Regions from separate parts of the Mus musculus genome. Here region 1 is linked to region 2. Evidence: chromatin contacts called from public promoter capture Hi-C data. All regions are on one chromosome and are shown on one strand. The core of a region is the stretch at or near the end of the contact, and the rest is flanking DNA. Distances in the headings are between cores, read along the strand shown.

The links. Promoter capture Hi-C pulls out the DNA fragments that hold promoters and counts their contacts.
Region 1: a contact with region 2 is called in a promoter capture Hi-C map of liver. The contact joins the promoter of Taar9 here to the enhancer-like site in region 2. A contact is called at or near these places in 18 of 39 promoter capture datasets (the 3T3-L1 cell line, 3T3-L1-derived adipocytes, the C10 cell line and 13 more), 1 of 15 datasets of contacts at CTCF or cohesin (the NIH/3T3 cell line), 14 of 484 Hi-C or Micro-C datasets (the AML12 cell line, B cells, LSK cells and 9 more), 3 of 115 datasets of contacts at active chromatin or transcription factors (bone marrow-derived dendritic cells, extraembryonic endoderm stem cells and trophoblast stem cells) and 3 of 9 other capture datasets (adipose tissue, liver and pancreatic islet).

What each region holds. Positions count from the first base shown.
Region 1 is chr10:24,104,765-24,112,183 of GRCm38.p6, reverse strand. Taar9 (trace amine-associated receptor 9) reads left to right here and starts at 2,650. Exons shown (of 1, transcript NM_001010831.1): 1 at 2,650-3,696. The coding sequence starts at 2,650. The coding sequence ends at 3,696.
Region 2 is chr10:23,833,588-23,840,329 of GRCm38.p6, reverse strand. No RefSeq gene overlaps it. Among named protein-coding and RNA genes, the nearest start is that of Vnn3, 15 kb to the left of the region's middle. Within about 2 kb of position 3,564, at least 8 of the 459 cell types and tissues checked have an H3K27ac peak or open chromatin away from gene starts, as enhancers often do. A contact at or near this core is called in adipose tissue, extraembryonic endoderm stem cells and liver, where this site is marked.

The sequences.
Region 1 (7,419 bases), core at 1,401-3,900, 270 kb before region 2:
TTTAGAGAAAATATTTCTGTTGTATTGACTAAACTATTTCAAAAATTTGTTTTTAGAGACAGATGTCATATCTATTACCAAGCCCCCCCCCAGCTTTATTTTGCTAGACTAGCTGTCAATCATCTCCTGCTCCTCTCTCTCCCTCCTCTTCTTCCTCTTTCTCCTCCTCCATCACTTATTTTATATACAGATCTACCCTTAATTACTATGGCCTCATTTAGTCCTCTTTCTGACTATTTGTAATTATTTATTCTCCATTATTATTTTGGCATTTGAGATTTGTAGACTGGGTGCCTATTCACACTGTCAGCAGCGACCTTATAAAATGCTTTGACATTGTCTCCTCTGCACAAACGTGGCTTCAGTTGTTCCTTTCCCTGCTCCTTATCCCATTGCTGGGACCAACATTTCTTTACAAAATTCTAATCTCTCCTATGAATAAAGAGCACCATTAAAGAACAATATGGATCTTGGAGGTGTTACTGGAGCCCTTGCTTCTATGGTAAGGGCAAGGATTAAGAGATTGTCGAGACTGAAAGCTGTCATCCTTGAGCTCAAGGGTAGAGGGATAGGAAAGGCAAGCATGCTCTCTTGCACAAGAGCATCATTATTTGGACATAGGGAAGTGGGGGACGGTTATTCAAAGACTGAGGACTCAGAATTCATTACACAGACATTTAAAATTTGGGGCAGGATACCACCTAGACTGAAATGCTTTAGCTCCCCTGAGAGCAAACCAAGACACGTGTGGACTTTATTCGCAGAATGAGACTAGAAGAAGAAAGTATGTCATTAGTACAACTTTATTGGTCACTTTGGTCATGCTGATCTACAAACATGTAGAATTACCACCAGGGGGAGCCCAAGTGTGACAGGGACACTGTCTGAAATGGGAAAGTTCATTCCTGGACAACAAACCAAGCTGAGCTCCAATAAAAATCAAAGTCATCAAAGTCTGTGACGCTTGTAATAGAACAAGTGTCATTTAAACACGTGCAGACAGAGAAACCCATTGCTGAGATGTGGTAAAAACAAAAGATGCACACCATCTGTATATAGTCCTGCATTTCTAACACATGCATGCCATGGGATAAATGGCAGTAAGTGCAGGCTACTCTCTAGGATGGAGATGAGTGATATTCAAATACAAGGTGTCTCTTAGTCCCAAAGTAGAAGCTAATCACTTGCTTGTCAGGTACACTTTAGAAAGCCTCTTTACACTATATGGTCTTCTAAAAACAAAATCAAACACCCACAGAAATAACATGCGCCTTGGATGGCATTGTTCACACGTGTTTACAGGGCACAGCAGGGGTACAGGCAACTGCTCACACCCACCCCAGCTGCTCACACTCCTCTTGGCCTGTTTAAAACTAAGCATCCTAGAAGTGCAAGGAGACCTATGGCTTGTTTTTCTTTTCTTTTTTTTCTTTTCTTTTCTTTTTTTTTTTTCTTACTGATTTTAGACAGCTCACACAGGCTCTCTTCCTAAGAAACACTTTCATGATGGTTATTCTAGTAACAATTCGGTAAGAGTTTTCCAGGATACTTCCAGCTGCTCAAATCATCAACACAAAAAGACAAAATAGAAATATAAGTCACAGTTAAAGTACATTCCTCATGTGTGTGTTTAAGGCAACTAAGAGTAAGCTGGTCCCAGCGTTCACACTCTATACTATGGGGATTTTGAGCTTACAATTTGAAGGACATGTAATTTATTTTTTTCCAGTTTAAAAAAAAAAAAAAAGCAAAACTAAGTTGTTGATTGCAGCCGATGGCCGCTCTGGGGAGACAAAAAAGAAGTAAATAAAATTCAGCCATTGGTGGCAAAACCAGTTCAATCCAGTTTGCTATTTTCAAAAGGTAAGATGACATCCACAGAAAAAAACTTTTCTAACAATTAATAAAGTAAATTCTATGATGATAGTAATTATAATATAGTAATAATAGGGCAAAGATATAATATAAAATAAACATTAGACAATGTACATTTACTTAGTAAGACTTTTGACTTTTAAATGGCTTTTTGCAACAGGTTTTTGTTTCTTAACATCCTTAGAGCACTTTTGGGAAAGAGTAAAATGGGTATACAAAAAACACGTAGTAAAAGGTTACCTTTACTTTAAATAGAGTTCTTGTTTTTTTTTGTTTTTCTTTATGTTTCCCCAGGAGATTTTTAAGTTGTTGTACTGGCTAGTTTTGTGTCAACTTGACACAGCTGGAGTTATCACAGAGCTTCAGTCGAGGAAATGCCTCCATGAGATCCAACTGTAAGGCATTTTCTCAATTAAAGATCAAGGGGGAAAGGCTCCTTGAGGGTGGGACCATGTCTGGGCTGGTAGTCTTGGGTTCTATAAGAGAGCAGGCTGAGCAAGCCAGGGGAAGCAAGCCAGTAAAGAGCATCTCTCCATGGCCTCTGCATCAGCTCCTGCTTCCTGACCTGCTTGAGCTCCAGTCCTGACGTCCTTGGTGATGAACAGCAGTATGGAAGTGTAAGCCGAATAAACCCTTTCCTCCCCAACTTGCTTCTTGGTCATGATGTTTGTGCAGGAATAGACACCCTGACTAAGACAGTTGTTAACCCCGTTTTTTGCTTTAGATTGCTAGAATGGAAACCTGGGAAGTTTACAATTACCAAGACTGGAGGCAATGACAAGCGACTTCTCCCCAGAACCGCCCATGGAGCTCTGCTATGAGAATGTGAACGGATCCTGCATTAAAAGCTCTTACGCACCCTGGCCTCGAGCCATCCTCTATGGGGTCCTCGGTTTGGGAGCCCTGCTGGCAGTGTTTGGGAACTTACTGGTCATCATTGCCATCCTCCACTTTAAACAGCTGCACACGCCTACGAACTTCCTGGTGGCCTCCCTGGCCTGTGCTGACTTCTTGGTGGGGGTGACAGTGATGCCCTTCAGCACGGTGCGTTCTGTGGAGAGCTGCTGGTACTTTGGGGAGAGTTACTGTAAGTTCCACACGTGTTTCGACACCTCCTTCTGTTTTGCGTCTCTGTTTCATTTATGCTGCATCTCCATTGACCGGTACATTGCAGTTACAGATCCACTGACCTATCCGACCAAGTTCACTGTATCGGTTTCTGGACTGTGCATTGCTCTCTCTTGGTTCTTTTCTGTCACATACAGCTTTTCCATCTTTTACACGGGAGCCAATGAGGAAGGGATTGAGGAATTAGTGGTTGCTCTGACCTGTGTGGGAGGCTGCCAGGCTCCACTGAATCAAAATTGGGTTTTACTTTGTTTCCTTTTGTTCTTTCTGCCCACTGTGGTCATGGTGTTTCTATATGGTCGGATATTTTTGGTGGCAAAGTATCAGGCTAGGAAGATAGAGGGTACAGCCAACCAAGCTCAGGCCTCCTCTGAGAGCTATAAGGAAAGAGTAGCCAAAAGAGAGAGGAAGGCTGCCAAGACCTTGGGGATCGCCATGGCTGCATTTCTCGTGTCCTGGCTGCCATACATTATTGATGCGGTTATTGACGCTTACATGAACTTCATAACTCCTGCGTACGTCTATGAGATATTAGTGTGGTGTGTTTACTACAATTCAGCTATGAACCCCTTGATATACGCCTTTTTTTATCCTTGGTTTCGTAAGGCAATAAAACTTATTGTGAGTGGCAAAGTCTTCAGGGCTGATTCATCAACAACTAATCTATTCTCTGAAGAGGCAGGTGCAGGTTAAAACAGTCACAGCAGAGATTTGAAATCTGACTAGGGTTTAAGGTCAGAGGTAAAACTAATCCCTCTAATCTAGCGAGGTCCCATAATCATTCACCCAGCAGGAGATCTTAGGTTCAAAGGCTACTCTGAAGTATTTTCTTCTTAGAGTGCCTGTACATTTTAGGGCTGAGTCACAGGGGACCCATCTGTTAATTTCTTCCAAAGTGGTGTGCTCCTTAATGTCTTTGCTTTGCTCTGAAATTTCTATTAGTTTCTTTGAGTCATTTGAAGGATTCTAATTCCCCCCTCGCCCCTCCCTGTGGTCGGTTTTCCCTCATAATGAGTGTTCGGATATTGACAATAACAAAGACAATGAAGCGCTCACAAACATGGAATTAGCATGCAGGAGACAAAGCCTCCTTTAAGGCATATGTTGCATGAGAAGTAAATATAATTTCAAATTATTTAAACATTCATTTTTAATGTTAAGGGACATTACAGTGCATTAGCACTGAGAACACCTAAGTGACTGAAAAGCATCTAAACGCATGCAAAGGCTCACGTTTCAGGAACCTGGGGGTTGCTCCTTCCTCTTTTCACAGATATAAGTTCACAAGAAACACGTGTGCTTATACTGCATTTTAAAGTGTTAATTCAAATGTGTGTTTTTTTTTTTTTTTAACATTTGTGGTCTTTCTTTGAATCGAAGGGAGTCAAACAGGAAAACCAAAGGTTGTTTTAACACAACAGGAACTCAAACAGATATTTCCTGCAGGAATGTGTCCCACTTTCTAGTCCAGTATATAATCCTCAATCAATGTGAGTTTTAGTTCATTTTGATTAAAATGTGTGTTATGTGTTTCAAGATACAGTGCTGATACATTTTAAGTAGAGCTGAGAGTGTTTAGCAGGAAGAGGAGAAGGGGGACACGAAGCTTCCCAGCTGAGCACTGGGTGTGGTTCAGAAAACAAGAGATCCAAGAGATTGCCTTAAACTGCTGTGCCTTGGTCTCACTCCTAAAGAAGCAACTGAAAGCCGTGTCTGCTAGCCTGTGCGTCAGACACGTCTTTATCCCAACATGGTCTTTCCTTCAGCTGCAAATGGGAACTTCGTACCAACACTTGGAGTAGTAGAGAAAAGAGCCTAGAGACACTGAAAAGCACATAACTAGCCTTTTCATTTTAGGTTTGTGGAGTCCTGAGATCTGCAGGAGTACAATCGGTCCCCACCTGCCACGGAGCCTTCCTGTCCCACATAGCCCCGCATCCCCATCTTTGGGCACCCCCACCCCGGCCCAGGAGGTCACTTAGCCCAGTAGCCCGGTTAAACTTCCTTTTTCTCTTTTAAGTCCAGCAGCACTGGGAACTCCTCCTTAAGCACGTGAGGCATCCCCAGCACCCTGGCCCCGGCCAATGTTGTGCCTTCATCCCAATAGCCCCTATTAGCTTAAATAGCCTCCCTCCCCGCCATTGAACAAGCTGTCTCTCTGATGCTACCTCCGAAGAATGGTGCTCACCATCACTGGAGGTCTCTTTCATCCCCTACTGTCCTGACCTGCTTCCTGCCTCAGCATCCGTCAGCATGATCACTAAGGGTGTGAAGGCAGAGTCTGAACAGCAGACTACTAACCAGATTCTAAATCCTAACCAGATTCAAGTTCTTCCCAGCATCACTAAGTGGGCTTGTTTCTCTACTCTTTATATGCTTCCAAAGGATGTTTTGTTGTTTAAAAAACAAACAAACAAACAAACAAACTTCTGCGTCTGTTTCCCTATGATAAAACACAACCAACCATAAACCTCTGCCAGCCCCACATCAAAATCCTGCAGAGCCATGGATGTGTTCAGACCCAGATCAATGGACGAGGGACGTGAACTTTGCTCTCTGATGGTCCCTATGATCTCAGACATGGAGTTGAACTCAGTCCTTCAGCCTAGTGATCTGTAGCTCTTGGTTTATTTGCTTTGTCCAATAAAATATTCCATACTATTACAGAGAAAACCTAATCCACTTACACCCTGACATAGCTATGGAAATACTAGGCCTCTCATATACAGCAATTATCTAAATACAAGTTTAATTTTATTGGCCAAGTATAAATCTGTTTTAAAGTGTTTCTTAATTCACAATAGCTTTTGTTCATATGTGTTTTCTCTGGTTGCTACTTAAATGGAAACTAAATTATATAGAGCTATGTATATTTTTTTACATGATATTTAAAAGATGTTCAAAGACATATATAAAATATTAGCAATCAGGCAATTCCCATCAGTACCCTTCAATACGGCAACTTTTCCAATAATTTAAGGTTATCAATAGCTTATCAGTAACAAGATATAGTCACAGTAATAGTGGATTGGGGTAGAGAACAGTGATAGAGTTTGCCTAGTAAGTGTGAAGGCACAGTTCTCATGCCTAGCATGGCTAAGGATGGATGAATGAATGAATGAATGAATGAATGAATGATAAGAGTCATCATTCACACCTAGACCTCTAAGAACTACCCATGAGACCAAGCATTGCTGCAGTAGACGTTTCCATTTGTAAGAGAAGCCACACTAAATGCTTCCCTAGCTGGGTGTCATGGCCTCTTTACTTTCCCCATTGAGATGCCATGTTTGTTTTTCTTTCTCTCTTCTGCCTTTGACTCAGTCGTACTTTCACACATTGGAAGGTCAGCCCTAAGCAATCACATTTCTCATACATTTGTATAAAAACAGGGGCAGAACAATACTAGGCATACTAATTTCAACATTAATATATTTTAAAATAGTCATTAAAGGCAACATACACTGCCTCCAGTTATCCTGAAAATTTCCATTAATAACATTTTCATGTGTTGTTATAATTGATTCAGGTTGAAAATAAATGTTATTTTGACATTTATGTACCATGATGCTAACATGTTATCAATGTATATCTCATGTCATATTTTTGTTTAAAAATGGGTAATATCTACTTGTTTAGTAAAAATCTTCAATAAAGATAAGAGACCTTTGGGCTGTGCTTATTCTTGGGTGCTGTGCTTTTCCTAACTCCTCCATTTCTTGTTTATTCTCCCTTCTTATTTGTTTGTGTGTCTCTCTTCCTTTATTTCTTTCTGTCTGTCTGCCTGCCTGCCTGCCTGTCTGTCTATCTGTGTGGATACATGCTATATGTGTCGGTTCCTGTGGTGGCCAAAAGGTCACTAGATCTCCTGGAGCAAGGGTTGCAGGAGATTGTGAACTGCCTCATGCATGCATTAGAAACTGAGCTGGTGTCCTCCGGAAGAGCAGCAAGCAAGCTTATTGCTGAGGAACCTCTCTCGCTGTCATTTGCTGTACTGTTAAAAATATTAACAGTATACTGGTGGAAAACTTAAGCCATAGAGCAAAGTCGTTTTCACTTTTAGGTAGAAACATTTCTGACCTCTATAAATCACTGTACTGAAGGTTTACAGAATATAGTAAATTGCTACAAGTTTTGTTTTAGTTAGTTTTGTTTTTTTTTTCAGGTAAAATCTTGTCTATGCTATTGAATATTTTGAATATTGCCTTTTTATTTTTAAACTTCTAAAGATAGTTTTAAAACAAACAAATTGCCAAGTTTTAAATGTTTACCCACCTAATGATGGTCCATGTTCTTTCACTCTTAAATCTTATGTCACACTTCATCTTCATTTGGTTTTACAAAATGTCTAATGATTAATACCTGAAGAGAACCTAACATTAGTTTGTCTCTCCTAAGATTAGCTGAGAATATAAA
Region 2 (6,742 bases), core at 2,315-4,814:
CGCCATTAACGGCTTATGGATCCTGGAGATGAAGGGATCCCATGAGTCTCATTTCTCCCACGACAGGCTGGAGGGGTCCGATCTCCTGCCTGGTAATCTCATCCACTGTTTACACATTTAATCCCAGCACAAGAGAGGCAGAGGCAGCTTGATCTGCCTGTGAGGCTGAGGCCAGCTTGATCTACAGAGTGAGTTTCAGAACAAGCCAGGGCTACCTAGAAAGATGTTGTCTCAAAACAAACAAACAAATGAAAGAGTGCACAGTCTTTTGTATCCTCTTCACCTTCTCTGAGCTGTGGACAGTGTAATGGAGATGCCCCCCACTTCGATGGAAACTTCACCAACCACTTACTCTCAGCATTTTGATCACTTACGAGTCCCCGCTATTACTGATGCCCACTGTAGAAAGGTGCTTCTCTAGCCAAAGCTGACAGTGGCTGTTGTGTCCGGCCAGCGGCTCACATGTCTGGGTTCTGTTCTGGAAAGGCATCTTGGAATCTGGAAGAGAAGAGGGAGCTAGGCAGACAAGAGAAAGATGAAGCTAAGACAAAATTCTGATCAAAGCTCAATTTTACTAGTTCGTGCACCGAGTTATGAAGGAGGGGAAGGGGCCCGATTCCCGCCAAATCATCTTGGAGTAAGGTTACAGGTGAACAGGTGATACAGCTAGGTGGCAGGCAGCGGCAGTGGGAGTAGTAGGACGATAAGGCCGCAAGCTCCGCCCGATGCTCTCTAACACTGAAACCTGAGCAAACAAGTTTCAGGCTGGGGAGGGGAGGTTACAAGTGGCACCACTGGGTGGGGATAAAGAGTTATTTAGAGGCAATTTGATCAGCTCTTCATTTTCACTTGGCAAAGCAACAGCTGTAGGGTTCTCATTAGTGCCTATTACAACTCTAGTAATGGGCTTTTGATATGATTTACAGTACCAGACAGGAATTCTCCCCCTGTGCCATAGGCCTCAATTCCGTGAGAAAGCATTGATAGACCCCATAAGAAAGAGCCTTGCCCCTATTACACCAGCACATTTGTATTATTCTTACAGGGTCCACACTATAGCCCAGGCTGGCCTTGAACTCATGATTCACTTGCCTCCCAAATGTGTATGTTATTGGTATACTACTGGCATGGTCAAGGAAGTTAAGTCCAGAAGTTTTTGGAAGCCAAAAAGGTAGGAAAGGTTACGTAAACTAAGTTAGAAGCAAAGTTCACTGGTGCTGCATGTCAGAGGCTAGGCTTGGCTTCAGCTCAGAGTACAGACTACAGCATAGAACAGTGCAAGGCAAGGGTGCTGTACGGGGCTTTTCATTTGGACTGCTGAAGTCTTAAAGTGTGTTAAAGATAAATGCTGGGGCTGGTGAGATGGCTCAGTGGGTAAGAGCACTGACTGCTCTTCCGAAGGTCCAGAGTTCAATTCCCAGCAACCACATGGTGGCTCACAACCATCTGTAACGAGATCTGATGCCCTCTTCTGGAGTGTCTGAAGACAGCTATAATGTACTTCCATATAATAAATAAAATAAATCTTAAAAAAAAAAAAAGATAAATGCTGTTAGCAGAACTTGCTCTCATTTATGAGGGGTGCAAGCACAGATGACTGCAGAGTCAGAGAAAATTCCCCTGGGCCTGGACTTAACTCAGACACATGTGAGATCTCTCCAGCCCTCTTATAACTTCCCCATTCCAATTCTGACTGGGTGCTATGGGTCTAGGTCATTCAGAGATTCACCAGTCTGGCCACGAGGATATTTAACAAAGAAGAGACTTTTATTCAGGTGCTGGCATCTGTACCTGGTGCCAGAACTGTGTTCCAAGACCTGAGATATTCAAGATGTAGCATTTAGCCATATTATCCCAGGGCGTATAAAGAGAAAAACCATAGAATTATGTGACTTGAAAAAAGTCATCTTATATCTTGGGTATCCTAGGTTTTGGGCTAATATCCACTTATCAGTGAGTACATATTGTGTGAGTTCCTTTGTGAATGTGTTACCTCACTCAGGATGATGCCCTCCAGGTCCATCCATTTGGCTAGGAATTTCATAAATTCATTCTTTTTAATAGCTGAGTAGTACTCCATTATGTAAATGTACCACATTTCCTGTATCCATTCCTCTGTTGAGGGGCATCTGGGTTCTTTCCAGCTTCAGTAGTGTTGAAACTCTACTAACCACAGCTATATAGACTCACTGTTTTATAGGATCTGTGCCTAAAATTAAGCCTTAGTCTTTGGATGGAACAATTCAGTGCTACAGATGCCCTAAGTTAGATTGTTTTTTATATGAACTTAGGATAGCTGTAATTCTTTCTGGCACATTTTAACCACTTTCACTGCTAAGATGAGCATAAGGTCAATATGGTAGCAATTACCTGTAACCCCAGCGTTCAGATACTCAGAGTAGGGAGTTTGCCAGTTTGAGCCTAGCTTAAGCGAGTGCAGTGAGATCCTGTCTTGGGAAGGAGATGGGGCTTGAGGGGGCAGAGAGAAAGGCACAAATGGGATCTTAGCCTTGATCTTAGCCAAATCTGTAAGGAAAGGCCTTAATTCAGAGGCCGAGAGACCTTTCAAAAGTTACATAACTAGTTTCTAGATGCCACCTGCTAACGATTTGTTGAGTAAGATTGTTCAACATCTGTGGCCACATTAGTGACACTCTGTCCTCTCATCCTACAACCAGTGAGCAAGAGAGACGACACACAGTACACAGCAACGTTCTGGTTTTTCTGTCCCCATAAACTTCTAAGGTGACTAGTAAATGCTTGCAGGGGCAGTGTTTGTCATTCGCTGGAACTGGGGACATTCTTAAGTCATTGTAAGCAGAACTGAAATAAAATATATCACATAAAATATTATAATCTGCCACTTCAGAAACTATATGCTACCAAAAGGGCTGGGGTCTGTAGGCCGCTGGAGAAAGAACTAAATTAATAAGTGAACAAGTAAATAGGTAAGTACAACTATAAAGAATTAGTTACAGTTTGGTTCTCAGGGAAAGTGAAACCTGACCCTATGCACCAGGCCTAAGAGAAGCACATCGCCTCAGGCTGCCTTGTCCCTTTCCATAAATGCCCAAACCCTTCTGTTTCCATGATCTGGGTTCATAGTTTATCCAGGGGAGAGCCCTATTAAGATGACAATTTTTTGTTCTCTAGGTAACTGATCTATTTTCAAAAGAAGGTCATTTTATCGATTGTGTTAGTTTCCTAAAACCTTGATGATGCTCTCCCTCCCCCTCCCCCTCCCCCTCTCCCTCTCCCACTACCTCTCCCAGTCTCTGTGGGGGGAGGGGGGTTCATGTTGGGTGTGTTTGTATCTCTCTGTCTCTCTTCATCTCTTTGTGTGTGTGTCTGTCTGTCTCTCTGTAACTCTGTCTCTGTCTCTCTTTCTGTGTCTCTCTATCTCTATCATCTTCTCTTTCTGAAAATGAACTGGTGTAGGCAAGGCAAGATCTCAAAGCCAACCATGTAGAAGTGCTTTTTCTTCTCTCCCGACTCCCAGGCAAGGACAAGCAGCCAGCGCTGGGAGACTGATCCAACTGGGTCCCTGTCCAGATCTATGTGGACTTTGAGTTAAGACTTAAGTCTTACTCAGCTAACTGTTCTCTAACTGTTCCCTACGTAAGATTAGATGTTAAAAAACCAGTGGGTCGCTTTGTGGACTATTTTCTACTCTTCTCAGTTCCCTCCCCAGCAATCTCCACCCAGTTTTTTCAATGCTACTGTGATAAGATAGTGAAATGGCCTTTGGCCGTTTTATTTTCCCTCAAGAGCTGATGTGATGAGGATGAGCCTGCTCAGCTGGAATGTAGAATAACTCCATTATTAAGGCTCTGCCAGGACAGGATGACTGACTACCACACAGAGGCACTGGATGTTTTTGTATTTCTCAGCACAATCTGAGTTCTTGATGTGGGAATATTAGGAAAATAAAGTTTCCATCTCAGTTCCAAAAAGAAAAAAAAAAAAAAAGAAATGGCCTTTGGCTATGAACCTTTAATTTGATCTGGGAAACTCCATGTTTTAGTCCTTTTCCCTTGGATCAAGTGGTTTCATGAAGTTAATACTTAGCCCTACTCCAAGGAAATGCCTCAGAGATTTCTGCTAGTGCACGGCGTCAACACAACACTGATTGATGGCTAGGGCCTAAGAGGACACAGCTTGCTGAGCTTGCCCTGCGAGACAGTGTTCCCTCACTTCCTTGAAGTGACCTTGGAGATTTTCAGTTCATTGATTTTTCTGCCAACCTGGCTTCCTCCGAAAGACTTAGTGAAATTTCTGTCTAGATTCCTGACTTGAAGTCTAACCTTAACCATCTAAATCCAGCAGCTACATTTCCCTTCTAGCCTTGATGCCCTCAAAAGCTCCTACCTAAGACATGTTCTATGGATACCAAGGACTCCTGCTAGCTCTTCACAGGTCCAAGGCTGCATTATAGGTTTAAACCTTTGACTTTGTGGGGCTAGAGAGTTAGAAGTGATTACGTGGCTGCTCTTCTAGCAGACTTGGGTTCAATTCTTCGTACCTATGAAAGATCCTGCCAGAATGTAAAAGGTCACAGAAGCCCTGAAATTGGCAAAATAGATTTCATTGTTAGCAGAAGTAGCTACACTGATTTAGAAAAATAGAGGTGCACAATGCTCTGGTCCCTCCTCAAACCCGTGTGTCTGCCAATGTTCTGACCGTTCCTTGAACACAGGTGTGTGCCCACTGCTGCACCTCACTGCCTGGTGTTTGTGGTATTGGTTGCTGGGATAGAGTCGGAAAATCTCCCCAGCAACCACAGCTGGGACCAATCCGGAGTTACTACACCTGCATTAGACTCTCCTTGTTTCCCTCCCATACCCATTTCTTGAGAAATCAATCATTTTACATTGTTTAGATCTGGAAATCCCCTACTCCCCCCTTCTCCTTTCCCCCCTGAGGGCCTATAAAAACTGGAACCCCTTTCCCCTCGGGGTCGAATCCTCTACTCCTGCGTGGGATATGAGTCATCCCCAGAGCTCTGGCTTTCCCCGAATAAAGCCTCATGTGGTTTGCATCAAGCTTGGTCTCTCGTGAGTTCTTGAAGGTCCGTTATTATACTGAGACTTGAGTGAGGGTCCCTTCGGGGGTCTTTCACCTACATCATGGTCCCCAACTATCTGTAACTCCAATTCCAGGAGATCCAATACCCTCTTTGGCCTCGGTATATATGTGACACACAGACATACATGTAGATAAAATTTAAAAAAACACCCATACACATAAAGATAAACAAAGCTAATAAATAAATAAAAACAACAAAAAGAAAATCTTTTGGCTTTGCAGAATACATTTTCCCCCAAAATCATTTTGTTTATTTCTCAGTTTTCTGTGTATGAGCATTTTGCCCACATATATGCAGATATGATATGCCTGGTGCCTGCAGAAGTCAGAAGAGGGTATCAGATTGCTTAGAACTGGTGTTATAAGTACTTGTGAGCTGACTTGTGGGTGACAGGAGCCAACCAGAGTCCTCTGAAAGAGCAGTAAGCACTCTTAATTGCTGAGCCAACCCTAAAATAATTTTAATATTGTGGTGGTTTCATTATGATTGACCCAGGAAGTGGCACTATTAGGACGAGAGGTCTTCTTGGAGGAAGTGTGTCACTGTTGGGGTGGGCTTTAAGACCCTCCTCCTAGCTTCCTGGAAGACAGCAGTCTTCTGTTTGCCTTCAGAATAAGATGTAGAACTCTCAGCTCCTCCAGTCCCATGCCTGCCTGGATGCTGCCATGCTTCCTGCCTTGACGATAATGGACTGAACCTCAGAACCAGGAAGCCAGCCCCAGTTAAGTGTTGTCCTTTAGAAGAGTTGCTCCTTAGAGAAAACACCCAAGGAGCTGAAGGGTTCTGCAACCCTATAGGTGGAACAACAATATGAACTAACCAGTACCCCCAGAGCTCATGTCTCTAGCTGCATATGTAGCAGAAGATGGCCTAGTCGGCCGTCATTGGGAAGATAGGCCCCGTGGTCTTACAAACTTTATATGCCCCAGTACAGGGGAACACCAGGGCCAAGAAGTGGGAGTGGGTGGGTAGGGGAGCAGGGTAGGAGGAGGGTACAGGGAACTTTCGGGATAGCATTTGAAATGTAAATAAAGAAAATATCTAATAAAAAAAAAAAAGAAAAGAAGAGTTGCTCTTGGTCATGGTGTCTTTTCCCAGCAACAGAAACTCTAACTAAGACAAATATTACATTTGTCTGATAATACATATGTATAATATACATATTGTCTGATAATACATGTATATAATATACATATTGTCTGATAATACATAGACATGGAAACCTCAAGTTTAAACATTCTTCTGTTGGATAACATGCGTGAATTGATTTAGATTCTAAGTTCCTTTTCTAGAACATGTAATAATATCTTTCTGGTAAGAGCAATCCTACTGTTTTCTCTCTCTTTTTCTTTTTTCCATATGGTCTGAATGACCCAGAGAATGAATGCTCTAGGATAGCCATGCTCTGGGTTTTGAATGAGCTCATTTGTTAAGTATAGCAAGCAAAGATAAAAGAATAAGTATCTGATAAATAGAGAGAAGTAACAGATAGTCAGTGAAACATCATCAAATCAGGTGCTTACAAATAGTCAGCAGAAGCTGACTGCATCCGTCAGCTGGAGTTCTGGATTCAGAGGCAAAGAGTCCCAGGCATAGCAGGGTGTCCCCAGGGGTGAGGCTCCCAAGTAAAGGACCAGATAGAAGCAACATCATCAG